Regions from separate parts of the Mus musculus genome. Here region 2 is linked to region 1. Evidence: chromatin contacts called from public Hi-C data. All regions are on one chromosome and are shown on one strand. The core of a region is the stretch at or near the end of the contact, and the rest is flanking DNA. Distances in the headings are between cores, read along the strand shown. Region 1 holds the start of Ptger3 (prostaglandin E receptor 3 (subtype EP3)). Region 2 has its middle 170 kb from the start of Cth.

Region 1 (4,623 bases), core at 813-3,312:
TTACTGATATTATGGAGTGTTTACAAACAGGAACCTATCATGACTGCCCTCCGAAAGGCCCAACAAGCAGCAGCTGAAAGACTCAGATGCAGATATTTACACCTAACCAATGGACAGAGGCTGGTGACCCCTGTGGTTGAATTAGGGAAAAGCTGGGAGAAGCTGAGCAGGAGGGCAACCCAATAGGAAGAGCAGTAGTCTCAACTAACCTGGACTCCGGAGATCGCTCAGACACTGAGCCACCAACCAGGCAGCATACACCAGCTGGTATGAGGCCCCCAACACACATACAGCAGAGGACTGATGGGTCTGGGTTCAGTCAGAGAAGATGCACCTAACCCTCAAGAGACTTCAGGTTTCAAGGAGTGGGGAAGGTCTTGAGGGGTGGGGGGTGGGGAACATCCTCTTGGAGCCGGGGTTTTGGGGGGAGGAGGAGGTATGGGATGTGGAACAGTTAGAAGGCAGACCAGGAGGGGGATTAAAGAATTAAAAAAAAAAATGTTTTAAAGAAATTCTCTTTAATACAAGATAGTGCATGTTAGCAGTTTAGCCACTAGAGGGGAGTGTCGTTTCAAATGAACTAAGTCAACTCTTGGCAGCTAGCAAAAGAACCAACAGGAAAACAACCAGGAGAATCTAAAAGTTACTTATTTGCAGGGTGAACAGCTAAAATGTAGGTAACTCTGGCTGGGAAAAAAAAAATGCTTCAAGAAGAGAAGGGTTTCTGAAACTTTGTTAAGAGCTGTCAACAAAGGAATACACATGGCTCCAGCTGCATATGTAGCAGAGGATGGTCTTGTCATGGTATCAAGTGGAAGGAGAGGTCCTTGGTCCTATGAAGGTTGGATAGATGCCCCAGTGTAGGGGAATCAAAGGTGGGGAGGTGGGAGTGGGTGGGTGGGTGGAGGAACACCCTCTTAGAAGCAGGGGGAGAGATGTGATAGGGTGTTACAGGGAGGGGCGGGAAAGGGGATAACATGAAATGTAAATGAAAATATCCAATAAGAGAGAGAGAGAGGGAGAGAGAGAGAGAGGGAGAGAGAGAGAGAGATTGATTAACTATCTTTGCCAATACATGTTCTTATGGTCGACCTTCTCAGTAAGCATTAGGCAGGGGGAAGTGACCTAATGAATAGAATGCTAACCACTCAAAGGAAGACCTGAATTGGGATTCCCAACACCTGAGTAAAAGTAGCCTGGCTGTTGGGCTTGGGTGTGTGAGGCCATACCAGGCCGGGAGTCACAGTGGAAGACACTCCATGTTGAAGTCTGACCTCAATGTAAATACGAAAGGACTCTCTCTCTCTCTCTCTCTCTCTCTCTCTCTCTCTCTCTCTCTCTCTCTCTCTCTCTCTCTCTCACACACACACACACACACACACAGCGGGGTGGGAAATAGGGGGATGATAATGTAAACAAGTTAGTTATTAATAAATATAAAATTTTTGATCTAACTAAAGGGTGGCATATTTTCTTTGATGTATGAATTCCAGAATACTCTTAAAATTTAAATGTATCATTATACTGAAATGTCACTCAGTGAAAATGTGAATTTGCTATGTACTTTCACCTGTGTGCTTACTTGGTTTTGGATTTTTAAACTGACATTATCCTAGAAAAGTATTTTACCAATATGAGTTTGGAATTAGTCCAAAGTAAAATAAGGCAATAGTTTCAGGAAGACTTAAAACACAAACTCATCCCTATTCTTTCCCAGATGTGAGTATCATATGTATATACATATGATATTGATACATATACATATATATATTTATATATATATATTAAATAAAACAAATTCAATGACAGTCAAACATGAGGAGAAATCAGCATTGCGATTCACGCAGCTACTAACATGTCAGATTTCGTCTTTTCTCCAGTGTCACGTAACCCAAAGGCTGATGAGCACTTTACAGAGTCCCAGAGCTGGAGAGGCAGACCTAGGGGGCGCGGCGCCAGGTGATCCCAGCCCACACCGCCCTTCGCCTGCCTACTCGCAGCACCGCCCCTCGAGCTCCAAGGCGCGGGAGGAGCCTCGCGCGGCGTCGGGCGGCGCCTGTCCAGTCCCCGCAGCCTAGCGCGGGAGGCGGCGGGCGATGGAGAGCAGAGCCTGGGCTCCGGCTGTCCCCCAGTGCACTCTGCTGCTATCCCGCAGCTGAGCCGGGAGGCTCCGGCCCCGTGCGCCCTACCGTGGCCCCGCCACTATGGCTAGCATGTGGGCGCCGGAGCACTCTGCTGAAGCGCACAGCAACCTGTCAAGTACTACCGACGACTGCGGCTCCGTGTCCGTGGCCTTTCCCATCACCATGATGGTCACTGGCTTCGTGGGCAACGCGCTGGCCATGCTGCTCGTGTCGCGCAGCTACCGGCGCCGCGAGAGCAAGCGCAAGAAGTCTTTCCTGCTGTGCATTGGCTGGCTGGCGCTCACCGACTTAGTGGGGCAGCTCCTGACCAGCCCGGTGGTCATCCTCGTGTACCTGTCACAGCGACGCTGGGAGCAGCTCGACCCATCGGGGCGTCTGTGCACCTTCTTCGGGCTAACCATGACAGTGTTCGGGCTATCCTCGCTCCTGGTGGCCAGCGCCATGGCCGTGGAGCGCGCCCTGGCCATCCGTGCGCCGCACTGGTATGCCAGCCACATGAAGACTCGCGCCACGCGCGCGGTACTGCTGGGCGTGTGGCTGTCTGTGCTCGCCTTCGCGCTGCTGCCGGTGCTGGGCGTGGGCCGCTACAGCGTGCAGTGGCCGGGCACGTGGTGCTTCATCAGCACCGGGCCGGCGGGCAACGAGACAGACCCTGCGCGCGAGCCGGGCAGCGTGGCCTTTGCCTCCGCCTTCGCCTGCTTGGGCTTGCTGGCTCTGGTGGTGACCTTTGCCTGCAACCTGGCGACCATCAAAGCCCTGGTGTCCCGCTGTCGGGCCAAAGCCGCCGTCTCGCAGTCCAGCGCCCAGTGGGGCAGAATCACCACGGAGACGGCCATCCAGCTCATGGGGATCATGTGTGTGCTGTCCGTCTGTTGGTCGCCGCTATTGGTAAGTAGTTGGTAGAGTGGGGGCGTTTGTAGGGAGCCGTAAATGTAGGGAAACTTTCTGAAAGTGACTAGCACCCAGAATTCCTGCCGCTCATGCGGCCCCGGGTTGCAGCCTCCAGCCAAGAGCCTAAGCCGCTTGCGGAGCTTACAAGAGCTAGTCAAGTCGGTCCAGACTTGCCAGGCGCTTGTGAAGATGCAAACAGCCTAGGCACAGAGGTGGGTAGACGCTGCTCAAGCCAGTGCAGACTGATGTTTGCCCCTTGCGTTATAAGAGGAGGTATGATGACAACTCTAGCTCAACCTGCTAATCCCGCTGCGATGTTTGGGCACCTGGGAGCCAGGCAGGTCCTATGGCTTCAGCCGCACAGCAACTAACCTTCTTGGCAAACTGTCTTTCTGTTGCCAGCACTAAAGGTTCTCAGGTAGCTACTGTCTGCAGGGAGGGTCAGGAAGGCACAGATGCCGCAGCCCCCTAAGAAGCCGGGTACTGTGTACACCAAAGTGGAGGACTCTCCAGTAGCACACACACACACACACGCACTACCCCCCCCAACACACACACACTTGTGCCCCCCCCCCCCATCCTTATAGAGGAGTGAATCGCAGATCTCCGCAATTCCAGAGACAGGAGGTAAGGGTTTCTCGGTCCTTGGCATCGTATCCATCACAGAACTACCCAGAGGAAGCCATGCTTCCGCATGCTCCCTATCCCCAACTCTCACATGGTGTTTTTGAGGGTTTTTTTTTTTTTCCTGTGGCACTTGTAGCTAGAAACTTCTGTGGATAAGTGTGGTTTGCTAATTGGCAAAGAATGGATGCTTACTTTGGGCTCACACAGCCTGGCTTAATGTGCAGAGGAGCATCCCCATGGTGTGGTACAGTTATTGACCATTACATAGCAGACTCGATTCTCTCTCTCTCTCTCTCTCTCTCTCTCTCTCTCTCTCCCTCTCTCTCTCTCTGTCTGTCTTACATCTCTCTCTCCCATTTACATATACAGTTCAGTGAGGTCAGCGACATGTTGATGTGCCACATAAGGTTAATCTCCTTTCAAATGGTTATATGGTTCTTTTCTTTACCCACCCTCCCTGAGTATGTATGACAAGCCTTAGAGATCCCTGCGGTAACTGGCCTGGAGTTGTACAGACAGGACAGTGCTGCTGGGACCTAACTGCTCACAAGTGACTGAGTAGTCACTGTTCTCCAGGAGCTGGAGCACAGGCTGATGTCATCACCATGTTTATCAGAACCAGCACCAATTTTAGACATTTACTGCTGTGGTTGAGGAATGGGGTGTAGGTGGCCAAGCAGAGGGAAATGAAGCTCCCAGAGTAAACACTTCACTGAACCAGCATGGCTTTAGAGGCAAACAGTGTCCCAACATAGCACAACTGTCAGGAGTCCTGCCCTAGGATCCAGAGCATAGAGAGATGCCTGTAAAACACAAGAATGGGGTGACTGCACGTTTGGATGATCCCAACTGGTTGCATTTTAGCTAACACTTTATACAATAATTTCTCAATAAAACAGTTAAAATGAATTCAACATGAGGTTGTATCAGAAGAGAAATTTTGTTTCAAAATTGGCATTTT
Region 2 (4,623 bases), core at 638-3,137, 180 kb after region 1:
TCCACTGGGTTGTTCCTGATAGATATCCCTGTTACCCTCAGGATTAAATCACAGTCAATTCCTGTTACATGCTGTAGGCAGGCCCAAGCTCTGGCTTTTCATCTTGAGAGATGATGTCAGAAATAAGGTTTGCTTGTTTGTTTGTGTGTTTGTTTGTTTGTTTTTGTTTCCCCACGGTAATGTAAACTGCAAGTCCCATGCTGCTTTCTGGTTACAAATGTAAGCTGGAGAACATATGCTTGAGTGGCAGCCAAGAATCTGACTGCATCCTGGGAGGAAGGAAGGACACTACTCCACTGCATGGCTCCAAGAGGCCCTGTCTCTGGATGAGTCCCTTACTGGTGCCCATTCCTCTGGGAAACCAGAAATAGGAATGTGTGGGTAGGAGAAATATTCCTCGTGTGAAACTGGGGGCAAAATCCATTTTCCTCTTCTTTTATTTTGGAAGAAAATTGCTAAGAGATTAGTGAATGACTAGGGTAAAGTTAGGTCATATTCTTTTTTATCTCCATTCATCCCTGCGTCCACATACCTTTTTCACCTTTTGTGTTCAGAGAAGGACATACACTATTTTTCTGTCCCTCTCTGTTCTCTCCCACTGCAGTTTTAATGGGTGGTAACCATGCTGTAGCCTGAATTCTATCTTGAACTTACCCTACCAAACAAATTATCCTATTACTCAAGGTCTCAAAACATGGACAGAAAAAAAAATTAAAAACAAAAACAGAAACAAAATAACAAACAAAAAACATGGTCAGAATACAAACAGATTTTTTTTTTCAAACATATCATGAATAGCTTCTAGCCAGTTTCTGGTAAAATCCTTGTTCCTTTCTGAAACTTCATGAGCCAAGCCTCATCCACTATCTATGGGATGTGTGTGTGTGTGTGTGTGTGTGTGTGTGTGTGCGCTCATGTGTGCTTATGTGTGCATGTGTTCCTTTGTGTGTGTGTGCATGTGTGCCTCTGTGTGTTTGTGCTCATGTGTGCATGTGCTCCTTTGTGTGTGTGTGTGTGTGTGTGTACATGTGTGCCTCTGTGTATGTGTGTGCTCACGTGTGCATGTGTTCCTTTGTGTGTGTGTGCATGTGTGCCTCTGTGTGTTTGTGCTCATGTGTGCATGTGTCCCTTTGTTTGTATATACATGTGTGTCTCCGTCCGTGTCTGTACTTTTCTCGTTACTATGATAAGACTCTTGACAAAAAGCAGTCTAAAGGAGGAGGTGTTTACTTGACTTTAGTCAAGTCTATCACTATGGGGAAGGCACAGCTGCGAATATAGCTGATCACACTGTGCCTGCAGAAAGGATGCAGAAATATGAATGTGGTACTCTGCTTGATTTCTCTTCTTATCCAGTGTGGGATTCTACCCCATGGGGTGCTGCCTCTCACATTTAGAATGGATCTTCCCTCTTCAGCTGAACCTCACAACACCTCCATAGCCACTTAGAAGTATGTTTCCAGACCCATATCATCATGATTATAATTTTGAACTACCCCCACATAGTTGATAAATTCTAGGACATTTTCTCCTAACTCCGGTAAGAACAAAGAATTGTTTCTTAGACAGTTTTTCTATAATTTCTCTCTCGAGGGAATCATCCTTTCTCTCAAATGTCCAAGGAGAGAGATGTTTGCTAGGATGGAGCAATTAATGTTTGTGTATGTCCTTGGCTCGATGAAGTCTTCCAGCCCTGGGGACAATTCTGGGTGTATAATATCTTGATGGCCTCTGGCTGGATCCCATTGTGGGGGAATTTCAGTTTCCTCTGAATTGCCTCTCAGTCCCTAGTGGATTGTGATGCCAAATCTGTCAGACCCAGTCCTCTACCTCAACAACACTGGGACTCTTGACTGCTATGTGCTTTTCACTACACTCTATGCACAGTGACACCACCCTGCAACCTTGCCTGTCGCTAGTTCCCTGGGAAAGGATCCCACACCCAGCTCTGCAGCCTGCCAACTCATTGCAGAAAGCTCCTGCCAACTCATTGCAGAAAGTCTCTGGGTGAATACCCCGAAATACCCCTTTATTGTTTGGCACGTTCTGTCTCTCTCTGTCTTTCTCTATGTCTCTGTCTCTCTGTCTCTCTCTGTCTCTCTCTGTCTCTCTCTGTCTCTCTGTCTCTGTCTCTGTCTCTGTCTCTGTCTCTCTCTCTCTCTCTCTCTCTTTCTCTCAGACCTAACACACATCCCAATACTGGATCAAAATCAGCAATTCTACATGTCCCACAGGCTCTCTGTGCTCTGAGGCCCCACTGCTGCAGCCAGTCTTCCCTGCACCTCAGGTCTTTCCACCACAGTCATTCTCCTGCTGGCAGAGGGCACTCACTTCTTTTACTTCTAGAGACAAACTCAAAAGCCTAGATTAGGTTGTAAAGGTATATCTTTTCTTTGTTTTGCTAATTTACTTGTCTACTCTGGGAGTTAACGTTCTTCATGCCCCCACGCTGCTGTTTATCCCTCCCCCATCTTACTCACAGAGAATTTTTAACTTAACAGTGTTGAATCAGACCCTCTCTCGGCTTCATGAATCTTGAGGGAGAAGCAGATTCCATGGACATAACATTGTTAAAGACGCTATCTGATGCCTTCTCAGGCCCTTCTAAGCCTTGTCCTGTAACCTCTCACACATTAAAACAATAATGTTTATTTCCTTCAGGGAAAGTACAGATCGTACCCAGAACAAATGGCCCATTGCATGGGTTTGATTTTAAATTAGACTTATGTTCTAGTTTAACATTACAGGGGTGGTCTTGAGAGGGATATTTAGAAAAGAAAGCAGCTTTTTAAATACTAAAAACTTTCTTTTAAAGATCAGAAAGTAAAACATGGAGTAACAACCAGCTGAATCAAGTGAGAATACAGCCTATGGAGTCAGGGAAGTCCTAGCTGACTAATACTAATAGACCACCCCAGGAGAAAGAGAGAAAGGCCAGAGAAAGGAACACCTGACTGAAACTCTGAGAGGGGTCCCTTAGGATCCAAGCCTCAGCTCATAGGCTTCAGGGGTTAGGGTTAAGGTCAGGGTCAAGGTCAGGGTAGGACTCAGAAGAAGGATGACAGAGGGAGATAGGAAAGTACAGTTACTAAAACAAGAAAACAGAGGGAGAGTGTGTTGCTAAGTTTGGAAGGCACTGTTGCCATCACCAGGAATTTCCAAACATACTTCCTTCTGAGCATGTGGCTTCCTAAAATAAAGCTCAGCTATTATTTTGGGCATCAAAATGAGAGAAGATGAGATCTTTACTTTTGCTTTTGAGTAGAAGCACCAAAGATATGGGTCTTCAGGTTCCTCCCTGCTTCATGAATCTGAAGAGAAAACCCACAAGATGAGGAAGAGCTTAGCAGTCTGGATTCCTAATGGGTAAGACAGACAGTGATACTTGGTTTCCATTTTCCTCGTAGCTATCTCATTTCTCAATTTGTCTTCATATGAAAAGCTAAATATAAGTGGTTTGGGGGTAAAAGCCATGACTTGAGTTTTGGATATGTGGGCACATGACACATCCAAGAGTAACATGTTAAGAGTATAGGTCTGAATATGGAGGGCATGGAGAAGATTCCAGTCATAAGTGCTAAAACTGACTCTCAAATCACACAAATAGTCCTCTGTGTGTGTGGTTGGAGTTACAGAATGGGTACAAATGAATTAAGAGGCTTCAAACGTCAAAGAGGCCTTACAGGAAACTGAGAGCTAATACAGATGGAAAGTTAATATAGGTGGCTACAAATTTAATAATAATGTTGCTAGAGGGTAAGCCAAGTCACAGGGTCTCAGGGCCAACCCCAGTGACAGGAGTGAAGTGTTTGTTATTAAAGTGCAGGAACAGGTCCAAATGGGTTGATGGATAGAGAATGGATGGATGGATGGATGGATGGATGGATGGATGGGATGGATGGGCAAGTGGATGGGTGGTTGGATGGGTACATGGATGAATGGATAGATAGATGGATCAATGATTCTTGAGATAGGCAGTAGTTATCTGCTTGTGGTCCCTTGATATGCACACCAGGAGGTCACATGATGGGTCAGTAGGGCTGTTGTTATCCCAGGAGTCCAAGTGAGGGTATTTCAACCTTTCTTAATTTTGTGTGTTTGAAAAGTTTCCAGACATGGTTTTCCTAATGTGATTTCAATACCCTCGTGTGTTCTAACTTACTTTAATAAATTCAAAGATAATACTTTTGTACTTTCAGGAATACACCATTTATCAGTCTGTATGTAACTCTTCAGTGGTGCTGCTGACATCTGAGAGCATCCTGCCTCTGTATCAGCCCTCAAACAGGAGTCAAATGCTGCCTGTAAAATGGAGTCACTCAGGACTAGCCAAGTCCTGAAGCTGCTTTCACACAACAAAGAGTAATTGGAAGCAGAGCACAGCCTGACCTCAATGAGAGGGTCTGAGGGGGATTCCAGTAAATGCAACTCTCACATTAGGGGGTATGATTTAAAATATTTCTCCTATAATCTTCATTCAGTCACTCATTCATTCATTCATTCATTCACTCTTTCTGTCTCTGTGCTTCTCTCTGTCTCTCAGTCTCTGTCTCTCTCTTTCCCTCTCCTTGTCCCTCTCCCTCTTCCTCTATTTCTCCTTCTTCCTCTTCCTCTCTCTCTCTG

What was found. A called contact is a pair of places that touch in the nucleus more often than the background predicts.
Region 2: a contact with region 1 is called in a Hi-C map of cortical neurons. The contact joins the enhancer-like site here to the promoter of Ptger3 in region 1. A contact is called at or near these places in 15 of 39 promoter capture datasets (the 3T3-L1 cell line, 3T3-L1-derived adipocytes, the C10 cell line and 7 more), 3 of 484 Hi-C or Micro-C datasets (cortical neurons, embryonic stem cells and liver), 1 of 115 datasets of contacts at active chromatin or transcription factors (embryonic forebrain) and 2 of 9 other capture datasets (adipose tissue and pancreatic islet).

What each region holds. Positions count from the first base shown.
Region 1 is chr3:157,564,814-157,569,436 of GRCm38.p6, forward strand. It overlaps Ptger3 (prostaglandin E receptor 3 (subtype EP3)), which reads left to right and starts at 2,063. Exons shown (of 4, transcript NM_001359745.2): 1 at 2,063-3,032. The coding sequence starts at 2,205.
Region 2 is chr3:157,748,579-157,753,201 of GRCm38.p6, forward strand. No RefSeq gene overlaps it. Among named protein-coding and RNA genes, the nearest start is that of Cth, 170 kb to the right of the region's middle. Within about 2 kb of position 1,888, at least 4 of the 459 cell types and tissues checked have an H3K27ac peak or open chromatin away from gene starts, as enhancers often do. A contact at or near this core is called in 3T3-L1-derived adipocytes and cortical neurons, where this site is marked.